Linked DNA regions of Sus scrofa: all the other regions are linked to region 1. A link is a contact called in public HiChIP or PLAC-seq data. All regions are on one chromosome and are shown on one strand. The core of a region is the stretch at or near the end of the contact, and the rest is flanking DNA. Distances in the headings are between cores, read along the strand shown.

Evidence for each region. HiChIP or PLAC-seq counts read pairs in DNA pulled down with a chosen protein or histone mark.
Region 2: an H3K27ac HiChIP or PLAC-seq map of alveolar macrophages shows a contact between it and region 1. The contact joins two enhancer-like sites. A contact is called at or near these places in 1 of 47 Hi-C or Micro-C datasets (fibroblasts) and 2 of 2 datasets of contacts at active chromatin or transcription factors (alveolar macrophages and skeletal muscle).
Region 3: an H3K27ac HiChIP or PLAC-seq map of alveolar macrophages shows a contact between it and region 1. The contact joins two enhancer-like sites. A contact is called at or near these places in 2 of 47 Hi-C or Micro-C datasets (embryonic fibroblasts and retroperitoneal adipose tissue) and 2 of 2 datasets of contacts at active chromatin or transcription factors (alveolar macrophages and skeletal muscle).

What each region holds. Positions count from the first base shown.
Region 1 is chr13:110,130,023-110,133,561 of Sscrofa11.1, forward strand. All of the region lies in intron 5 of LOC106507999 (a long non-coding RNA gene), which reads left to right. Among named protein-coding and RNA genes, the nearest start is that of TNIK, 79 kb to the left of the region's middle. Within about 2 kb of position 1,534, at least 9 of the 83 cell types and tissues checked have an H3K27ac peak or open chromatin away from gene starts, as enhancers often do. A contact at or near this core is called in alveolar macrophages, where this site is marked.
Region 2 is chr13:109,783,463-109,787,001 of Sscrofa11.1, forward strand. The region is part of intron 4 of TNIK (TRAF2 and NCK-interacting protein kinase); the gene reads right to left. Among named protein-coding and RNA genes, the nearest start is that of SLC2A2, 170 kb to the left of the region's middle. Within about 2 kb of position 1,974, at least 4 of the 83 cell types and tissues checked have an H3K27ac peak or open chromatin away from gene starts, as enhancers often do. A contact at or near this core is called in alveolar macrophages, where this site is marked.
Region 3 is chr13:109,812,802-109,816,340 of Sscrofa11.1, forward strand. All of the region lies in intron 3 of TNIK (TRAF2 and NCK-interacting protein kinase), which reads right to left. Among named protein-coding and RNA genes, the nearest start is that of SLC2A2, 200 kb to the left of the region's middle. Within about 2 kb of position 1,985, at least 6 of the 83 cell types and tissues checked have an H3K27ac peak or open chromatin away from gene starts, as enhancers often do. A contact at or near this core is called in alveolar macrophages, where this site is marked.

The DNA of each region.
Region 1 (3,539 bases), core at 284-2,783:
AACAATGTAACCTGCTTACTCTGAGTCATGTACTCTTAGACATGAGCCATACACTTTTACACTTTTACACATGAGCAAACTGAGGTCCAGAGAAGTTCAGTCACTTGTCTGAGGTCACACAGCTAAGAAGTACAAAACCTTAAAAAACAGAGGAGCGGAAATCTTTCAGTATAATTAAAAAAAAAAAAATTTTCTTCTTTCAACCACCTGCATATGGGCGGTTCTGAGAACACAGCCTTGTTTCCTTCCACAAATATTTATTGAAACCCTACCATGAGCCGTTCAAAGAAGGGTGGTGAGATCAGAGTTCCTAGGCTGTGATTTCAGCATTGGATAGAGGCGTGCAATGGTATTAGAAAATCTTCGCAATGTGAAAACAAGCTCTCTCCTACTTAGTGCCTCCACCTGGCAAACCGATCCCGTTTGCCTTCACAGGAGGAAGCGACAGGGCTGACACCTATTGTCTGTTCATGTTCATCCACTCAACCCTGGACTCTCCCTCCCCTCCCCCCCCACACACATGAAATGCTCCACCTGGTGAACAGTGCCCCCCTAAATGCCAGGCCTCATGGGCATGGACACTCCTTATCCTGCCCATCTTCTCTGTGGCATTTGACACTCTTACCAACTTTTTCTTGAAACTCCCTTTTCTTGAAACTCTAATGACTTTCCAAGACCACCCCTTTCTTGTTTCCCTCCCACTCCTCTGCTGCTACTTCTCAATATCTTTCATTGTAAGTAATTTCAAAACATGGAACTTTAAATATGCTTAATGCATAATTAACTCATAGTGGTTTTGATAAACTTTATCTGCATCATGCCAAGGGGTGAGCATGGGAAAAACATCGCAAGGAAGGCTCACAGCACACCCTGCGTTTGCCCACCGGTTCCATTAGAAGATGTGTTCCAGCTCCAGCATGGTGTTGAGCTTGGCTCTGTCTCTTCTGGGCACTCACTGTGAACCTTCAAAGCAGGAGCAGCAGCTCATTGTTTGCTAGGAACTATATTTAGGAAAGGCAAAGCCTGCTGGGTGTGGAAAGACTGCTGGTTTAGGCAGAGGGTCAGACTTAAAGGCCTAGACCTGTGAACACTTACTTCTTGGGTGTTAAGATTTTAAGTGTGTATTTTGGAACAATAGGACCCCAGCTTCTGCTGGCCCTAAAGGGTTACAGATTTTCCCTTTCCGTGACAGATTGTACAGCTACATCCCAGAAGACATAAAACTCCTTCCAGTCATCCCAGATTTAGGTCCATAGATTTCCAGTTATAGAAGAGAGCCATTCTGGGTAACGCAGCAGATGTAAATTGTGTGCCTGCATTGATTTCGCATTAATTTCTCGTAGGCTATTTCCATGGTGCTTAAATACCACTTTTTAAAGCTTTTATGGTATTGTATTTTAAAAGCTGATTTGTTTCCACCTAAGAGCAGGCTCCATGAGGCAAGAGCTGTTTTTCAAACCCTTCCTTCCCCTTGTGGGAAAGCATTTTCCCTGGTAAAGAATTGTCAATAATGAGCTGTCTGTTTGCACAACTCCTGCGTGCATATTCTTGTGATGCTTCTGTATTCTTCCTTTGCAAGACACGTCATGGGGCACAAGCTTTAGCTTTCATGCTCCCTTGAAAGACCAGCCCTGACACCTTTTGGAGCTGAGTTAAGTGGTTGTGTAGGAGCTCAGGGCTCAGATAATGGCCCTGAGTGTCCTTGCTGCACAGCTCTCTGGGCCCTTCATTTTCCTCTTGAACCAAATGCCTTCAGAACCTGTCAGATGAAGAGCAAAAAGACAATCTACCCCCTTTTCTTTTAAAAGAGAGAAGGAGAGCTAAGATGCTAGATTCAGGTTGAAGCCCTGAACATGATACAGAAGCTCTTCTTACAACCTTTGAAGCATTAATTTTACACATAAAGCCACACAGCACACAGCAAAATAACAGTATATCAGCTGTTTCTCTACCAACACACGGCACCAGACAACAGGGGCCCTTCAGTGGCATTTCTTCATTGATGTGGCAGTGTTTACTAGGCTTGGGTTTATTTTTGAGACCTTTTACAAGTGGTTTGATGAACTGAATTAAACTAAACACTAGGAGCACTTGAGAGTCTTGAAAATGCAACTGAAGAGAAGTATACAATTATGATGAAAACTAAAGTTACCATGAAATTGGAAAGAAATGGAAGGTGAATGTGGTTTAATCTGAGGGCTAATTCCCCAGCACAAAGAGGGAGCTGTGCAGCATGGACTGTACAACTGACTGTGAGAGGTTAGAATGCTGACGCTGAAGATGGTTGCAGGTTGGATGTCTATTATACTAAGATTAATTCAGGAGAACACTCTGGACTCAAGGACAAGCAGACATCCCTTTAGGGATGTAACCTCATAAAGAAAGGTAATTTTGTACAAAGCAGCTGCATTTACCAGTGACATGCTCATTTTTAGATTCTAGCACCACCTAGGGGAGAGAATGAAATAATTTTTATCCACTCTCAGGTCAAAAGACTCTATTAACAATTTTTCAGTTTTCAAAATGCTTTCATTTTAATGTCTCATTTGATACTCAGGTAATTATCTTTGAGGTATGAATTTCTATCATCATTGTACAGATGAAGAAATTCATCTTTCATGAGCTTATTGCACAAAGAACTTGGCCAATTTTTCATGTGATTGGAACTGTTCTCCATGAATTGATTACTTTTTAAACAACTTTATTCAAGTGTGATTTACATTCTGTAAATTTAACTGATTTTATATATACAGTTGATTAATTTTAGTAGGTTTGCTGAGCTATGCCGCCGTTATCATAATGCAGTTTTAGAACCTTTTTTAATCACTGCAAGAAGATCCTTTCTACCTCTTTTACACTTAATCTCCCTCCCCATGTTCCAGCCCCAAGCAGTCAGCAATTTGCTTTCTGTTTCCATAGATTTGCCTTTTCTGGACATTCTGCATAAATGGAATCATACAACATGTGTTCTTTTGTGGCTGGCTTCTTGCACTTAATGTAATGTTTTTTTAGGTTTGCCTAGTGTAGCGTTTATCAGCATTTCATTTCTTCTTATGGCTGAGTAGTATTCCATTGTACTGATAGATCTCATTTTATTTGTCTGTTCACCAGCTGATGGACTTAAGGATTGTTTTCAACTTTTAGCTGTTCTGAATAATGCTACTGCGAATATTTGTATGAAAGTCACATTTCTAGGCAAGAAACTTTCATTACTAAACAGAGCAGTGACTAAAATGTGTAGAAGAATAGCTATATACATTTTGTGTATTGGGGAGAAAAAATATGGTAAACAATCTGGAAGTGCCCAAGGGGAATCCATTTGGGTCCTGGGTTCAACACATACACCCAGGAACCGAGGGGACTCTTGGAACAACAGTCTTGGAGAAACACAGGATAAACATAGGGAAATAATTCAGGATATGCTTTGATGGATTAGAAGGGGTCAAAGATAGTTCTTTTTTTTTTCTTTTTTCTTTTTATTATTTATTTATTTATTTTAGGGCTGCACCCACAACATATGGAAGTTCCCAGGCTAGGGA
Region 2 (3,539 bases), core at 724-3,223, 350 kb before region 1:
TGGAGCTAGTTTGGGGCACATTATATTGTTCTGTCTACTTCTGTGTGTTTGGGGAATTCGCTAAAAATACAATGTTAAAGAAAATCCCATTTATGTATATCATGGTTTAGCAGCTGTAGGAAGGGCCAAAGAAACATCCTTGGGTAGAAAGAAAAGAACACTTTCTCCAGTGAGCAAAACATGTTTGCGCCCCTTCTCCAAATCCCATTTTGAAAAACAGTGACCAGACCTCCTACAAATTTATCGATGGTGCCTGTATCAGCTGGAGAAAATGCCCCACCATTGAGCTCTACTGGGCCATGTAATTACAGTTCCCAAGGAGAGCAATGGAAGCCCAGTGACTCCAGTCTTTCAAAATTAGATTGGACAAAACACTTTCAGATATTCAGGAGGAAACAATCCTGCTATAGCTGGGCACTAATGTCAGTGATTTCTATAATTTGATTCGCCATTCAGCTCCAGCTGAAGGCTGCTAAATTCTTTTCATCTCACTATGGAACAAAATGATTGTTAAATTATATAATGGGATTTTTTTTTTAAGAAAAAGAAAGAAAGAAACCAGCATTTGCTAGCAATCGGTTCCTGCAGCCACACAGCAACACTGATAATTACTGCCACTGCACAGCAGGGACCTACCCTCACCACAAGTAACCTCATCACATTAATAAACAGAAACAGGGCTCAACATGCCAAGCCCAGCAGCGATAAGTCAATAACTTCACATCTCACAAGCAAGAAATAATGCATCATTAATATTCTCCAGGAAAGAAAGTCCTCAAAGAATTGATACTAGGGCAACAATACTTGCTAACACTTACAGAGGAGTTGCCATGTGCCATGCACTGGGCTAAGTGATTTGCAGTTATTATTCCATTAATCCTCTTTCTCTTTAATTCCCTTCTCTTTCTTTCTTTGGAAATGCTTATCCATGGTCTATATACTCATTAAGTAGCTAAAGCAGGGTTGAAAGCATCATGCTTTCTCAAGTAGTAGCCATCTGACCTTGGGCATGTCCCCTAACCCCACTGGGCTCAGCACCCCACCACCATCATTATAAAAACAAGATAAAATCATCAGCCTTATATGTTTGGTGTGAACATTAATTGTGTCTCTGAATGTAAATCTTCTAGTAGCCAGAAATCTCTATGTATCACTTATCCATTCTTTGGTCTGTTTGCATTTCTAAAAAAAGCTTCCAACTTGGAAGACAGCATTAACAGTTCCCCAAGACCTACTTCCCTCTGATGGTGAGAAAGCAGCTGAAAGGGCACCTATAAAGGGCACTGGGCCCGTGTGCTTCTAAAACTTCCATTCATGAAAGAACACCAAGGACACATGTCTTTTTTTTCGAGCTCGTGTCACACAGCAAGAAGACTCCGTGGTACATTCCAGGACACTGGATCTTTTTATTTGGAAAGTCAGATGATGGTGGAAGAGGTTTAAAAAGAATCTTACATTTGAAATTCTCACTCAACATTACCTACATAATTGGGTCAGAAAATTAAATACACCTGTATGTCACTTAGGAAGCGAGGAGGAAGGTTAAGTTGAAGGTGAGGATGAACCTGTGCTCGGGCACCACGGGGGCTGGGCCTGGGCGCCGATCTGGAACAATGTCAAGGAGGAGACATTGAAAAAGCAGCACGGTGTGTGGTGCAACCCAGCTGTCTGGGAAAGGGTTGCTTGGATTATGGGATGCAGGTAGTTATTTCTATGTAAACTAAAATGGCTAATTTTAAAAAACAAGGTGTTCCAATATATTTCACAAATTGCATGGCTGTGCATCACTTGTTTTTGTCTGATGAGCAGGATGTTTTCTCTTGGAGGTTGTGGAGTGAGTGGGTACTTATCATTGTGTCCTATGCTTTCTTCCTCCTTTAGGACAGTTTTTTTAGAAAAAGGACTTTGGCCTCAGCTGATTCCAGGGGGAATTCCAGAAGCACCATCTGAGTTCTCACTGAGGTCACCCACCCCCTCACTGGGAGGGGCATAGGTTTGGACTCAGCAGATGTGGTCACTTCTTACTTGCACTTTCCAATCCCAGTCACCTCTGAAAGAATTTAAAAAGGTTTATGCTCAGAGCCAGTCTAAAGGCTTAGGATGATTTCTGGGTTCCCTGTGGTATAACCAGTTTTAAGTTCCTATAACAAGAAACAAAGCTTTAAGGTATTTTAAAACTGTAGGACTAGCGCAGAATATGTTGACAGGAACACATTCCTTACAGATGTCACTAGTCAGTCGCCCACAAGAAGAACTGACTACTAACAGATTCCTTCTCTTTTATAGTAAAAGAAAGGATGGGAGATGGGGAGAGGAGGAGGGGGAAGGAGGATGAAAGTCTACCTAAAATGAAAGAGGTTTGCACCAAGCAACTTCAGGGGCACCCTAAGAACAGGAGAGGAAAGATAAACTTCCAAGAATTCACAAGATTGCAAAGGATCAGCCTACGAACCTTGAAGGTCCAGAAACATCAGCAAGGCACAGGATATTTTTATCATGTGTAGCTGGGAATAGCTGCAGATCCCATCTGCATGATTTATGAAGGTGTAAACAAAACTCAAACTCAGTACTTTGTTACAGAATGCTGCTTCATGTGCCAAAGGTAGTTTAAGTTGCACAATATAAAATGTGTGTACAGAAGTACAAAAATTGGTGGGTATACAATTTATCATTTTATTCAACTGATGCAAAAATAAAGTCAAACTTTATTTTCATAATAAAATTAAAACTGTTGGGAATTTCAAACTGGAAAAGCAACCTAAGTAGGTTTTTGCATTCATTTTTAAACTAACATGTATTGGGGGGTAAAAACTCTTTGGCTTCTGCATTATATTTTTGGGCTTGAAAAGAGAATGCCTGAACTACAAATCCTTAGTCTTCTGAAGATAAAAAGATGAGTTCCAAGGATGTGAAGTCTCAGATTTTGTCAACAAAGTTTCTAGATATGAACAACTTTGTACCTTGAGAATGACAATGACCGTTTGAATATTCGGAGCCAACTGGTGTTTTAGCTACAGGAAGCCTGCCCAAAGGACAGCCCACTAGAAATGCTCTGTAGCCGCCCATGTCTAAGGATACACCCATCTCAGAGACAGCATGGCAGCATTCAAGGAACGAGAAGTTAGGCGCATTTTGGATTTGGTACTTGGTGCTCAAATTTCTCAGGATGCACCTAGGATCTTCTGGAAGGTATTTTCTGTTATATGTCCATTTGAGCCATGGACTCAATCATAGTAACTAATTAACCTTAAAGGCTATAAGAAATTTATAGCTCTGCCTCTCAGAATGTTATACTCAAATAAGAGAATCTGAGGTATGGATCGAGGAGCAAGTTTTCAGACAAGTCAAAAACAGGAAAAGAGGAGTTCCTCTCATGGCGCGGCAGAAACGAATCCGACTAGGAACCATAAAGTTGTGGGTTTGATCCCTGGCCTCGCTCAGTAGGTTAAGGATGCAGTGTTGCCGTGAGCTGTGGTGTAGGTCGCAGACATGGTTCGGATCTGGCGTGGCTGTGGTGTAGGCCGGCAGCTACAGCTCCG
Region 3 (3,539 bases), core at 735-3,234, 320 kb before region 1:
TCTGCAACCTCATGGTTCCTACTTGAATTCGTTTCCGTTGCGCCACAATGGGAAGGAACTCTTTTTCATCTTTGAATTTCTAATGTCTGTCATAAAGTAGGTGTTTTGTAAAGTTTATCAAATAAATTAATAAAAAATCATGCTAAATTAAACACTAAATAGCCTATATTAATTGAGGACCTATGGCAATGTGGTTAACAGGATGAACTTCAAAGATAGAGTTAAAATACCCAGGTTGAAATATTCACTGCACCATCTGCACCTTAACATTAAACAAGGTACTTAATGCACCTAGTTTTTTCATCTCTATAAGGGGATTAATAATGGAGTTTGGTGGCTGTTGAGGGCATTCAGTAAATCAAGATATGGAAAGTATTTTAAAAAGTGCTGGCTCATAATAATCACTCCATCAATGTTTTCTGCCACTATTATTATTTTGGGCTGGAATATAAAAAATAACCTAGAGAGGCACTTTGCTTAATGATTAAATAGGTTTTAAATATATCCACTATAATGATACGGTCTCATAATAATATATTTCTCCCGTTTTTACCTGCCCAGCATCTTTCCTACCCTTTGCTTTAACAGCTCTCAGGTTTTTCTTTGGGGCATCCTTCTTCCCAACTCTCAGCCCCTATGGTAGGTTCCAGGGCCAGGCATCCAACCCTGACATGGCTGAAGAGAAACATGAATTGGTTATGGGGTGGTGACATGGCCCAAGCTGAGCCACTGATATTCAGACTGGCATTTGCTGGGACTAAGGGTAATGGAGTAATTAGAACATGAACCTGAAGCTGCTAGTGGAAAGAAAGCAGAGCCCAGAATTGGAGAGAAATAAAATTCCTAGTCAATCAGGTGACTTCCTAGATCCTGCTGAGCTTTTTTTTTTTTTTAAATATACGCAGGACAATGAATTCTGTTTTCAGCTTTATTCATTCTGAGCGGGGCTTTGGTACCACAACTCAGAGTGTCCTGAGGAATATGATCGCAACCAGGCATTGTAAAGATGGAAGCTTAGCATACTAAGTTATTATGTTGTTAAGTCCTATATGGGGTCCAAGGTATCACTGTAAAGGGACTAGTTTACACCAGGAATTTTTGTCCAAATGAAGATGGGGATTATTTGCAGGGTTATTAAAGAATCATAGTCTCATCCTACTCAGTGACCAGTAAGCAAGAAATACAAGACCCTAGAAAACTGTTCTCTAACTCTGATGCACATGAAGCTCTTTCAGCAGCAGAAAAGGCAACCTCTGAGGCTCCACCCAGGACTCTTCAGCAAGCCCAGGAATCTGCATTCCTAATGAACATCCCAGGGGTGCTGATAGTCCACAGATGCTGCTCGTCCACTTCGAGTAACATTACCCTAAAGGGTCTAATTTTGTTTAGATGATTAGAGTACACAAATCCAGCTGGGAAGGAATCCCCCAAAGCGACAAAATGCAGAAATTCTCATAATTATTTCAGAAACTGAAAGAACTTCAAAGACTGAGTCTGAGTTTAAGGCCTAATTCTGAAGCAAATATTAGCAAATGTGGAAGCATCTCAGCTCTAAAAACTGAAGAACATAAGCATTATATCTAGTTTTATCCATGGCTATTTTCTTTTAAAAAAGGAAGTGGTAGAGAATAAAAACAATAATTAAAAAATTGATTTCAAGATTACAGTTTTATCAATTTCATTACAATAAACTATAGTAACTTTGCAGAAGATCACTGCAAACAATTAACAAAGCCGACCTTTGAGAATTCATCTCAGAGCAGCTATAATGAGCACAATTATAATAATTGGTAAGAAGCTTTTGCAGCGTTCCATAATACACAAAAGACAACATGGTAGAATGAAATAGATTGTTTTCTGAGGATACCACATGAGTTTCACAAAGGAAATCTTATGTTGACTGTGATATGTAAGGGGTGATACAAGAGTCATTTGATGATGTATCATACACCATGGGAAATAAGAAAACCATTTCCCGATGTGTATCCATGTTTGTCTTTGTCAAGAGTCAGTGGTTACGTAATGGGCAATATGTGCCTAAATCAGGGAACTAGCCAGCCCTTTCAACAGAAATTCCTCAAGAGAATTAAGCCTAAATACTATAAAGCATCCATTGTGTGCAATGGATTGACACTCCTATGCATTGAAAATGATGCTAGCTCTGTATCATCCTTGAGAATTGAGAAAATAGTCTTTGAATCATTTTCTTTAGGCCTCAGTTGCCTTATGGAATCCGTTTAGAGAGGCTAAGTGACTCTCCTTAAACTAAAAATACAAATACTGGGATAAATCGCTGTGCAACTTTTATGATTCCAAGGAAGGTGGTCTAGCAATAGTATATGGTTCTCTGAGCTATTTTAGGTCTCACAAATAGAACCAGAACAAGTGATATTCAGTGCTTTCAAGTCATACTTTGTGCGTCAATATACAGCTTTGTGCACACTCGTGCTCTGTGATTAATGATGTCCTGGAACTCAGCTGCAGTTCTGCAGGACCACATAATAGAACTTTACAGCATGAATGTCTTGGATGCCATCCATATCCATTAGTTGTGCAACTGCCAAGTGCATCACATTATTGGAGATCCTATTCAATCCAAGGAAAATACAGTAGTATGACTTCAGCAGAATTGCAAAATAAATTCTAACTTGTTTTGTGGTGAGAGCTCTGCAAAAGATTTACACATTTCTAATGGGTTTCTATGCAGAGAATGATAATATCTGATTTGACTTTTTTTGTGTCAGACCCTACTAATTAACAAACAATACAAGCATCCATTCTCCCTTCATTCCTGACTAGTAATAGAACTCCAATTACCTGGACACATTGGTAGAATCAGAGACTACATTTCCCAGTTTCCCTTGTGGCTAGATAGAGCCAATGAAAGCATAAGTAAGCAGAAATGCTATACGTAAGTAGAAAATATTTTACTGGAAGAGGCTGTCTTCTGTACCCTTCTGCCCTCACCGACTCCGCCCCTCCCCACCTCCTACTCCCCTTTTTCTAGCCTGCCAAAGAATGTGATCAATGGAAATCCAACAACCACCTCTAGTCTTGGAACTGACCTTAAGTGTGGAAGCTGTGTGTTAGAATGATGGAGCAGATAAAAACACCCTCCTATGCCACCACATCACTGCTATACATTCCTGGGCTGTCGACTCTAGATACCTTTAGCATCAGAGAGCCTAACACCTCCATCACACCGAAGCCTCTGTTATTTTGAGCTTTCTCTTGCAAGTGGCAGAACCTAAACCTAATTAAAATAAACTACATGGATTTTCTTATTCAGTAAAGGCCAGGTGAATTAATAAATCAACTGGGATTAAATATTAGAACTGGCTTGCAACCTCTGAGACTGGAACAATGTATTTATGACAAATATAAGTATTACGTTATCAAGTGCTTATAAACATATGGGAACAAAATTTTTTACTTGTTAAAAAAGCATATAAATTTTAAAATGCATATAATTTAAAGAGAAATTCTGATAAATAATAAGGAAAGGAAGGAAGTCAACACAATGTGTGATATAAATAAAA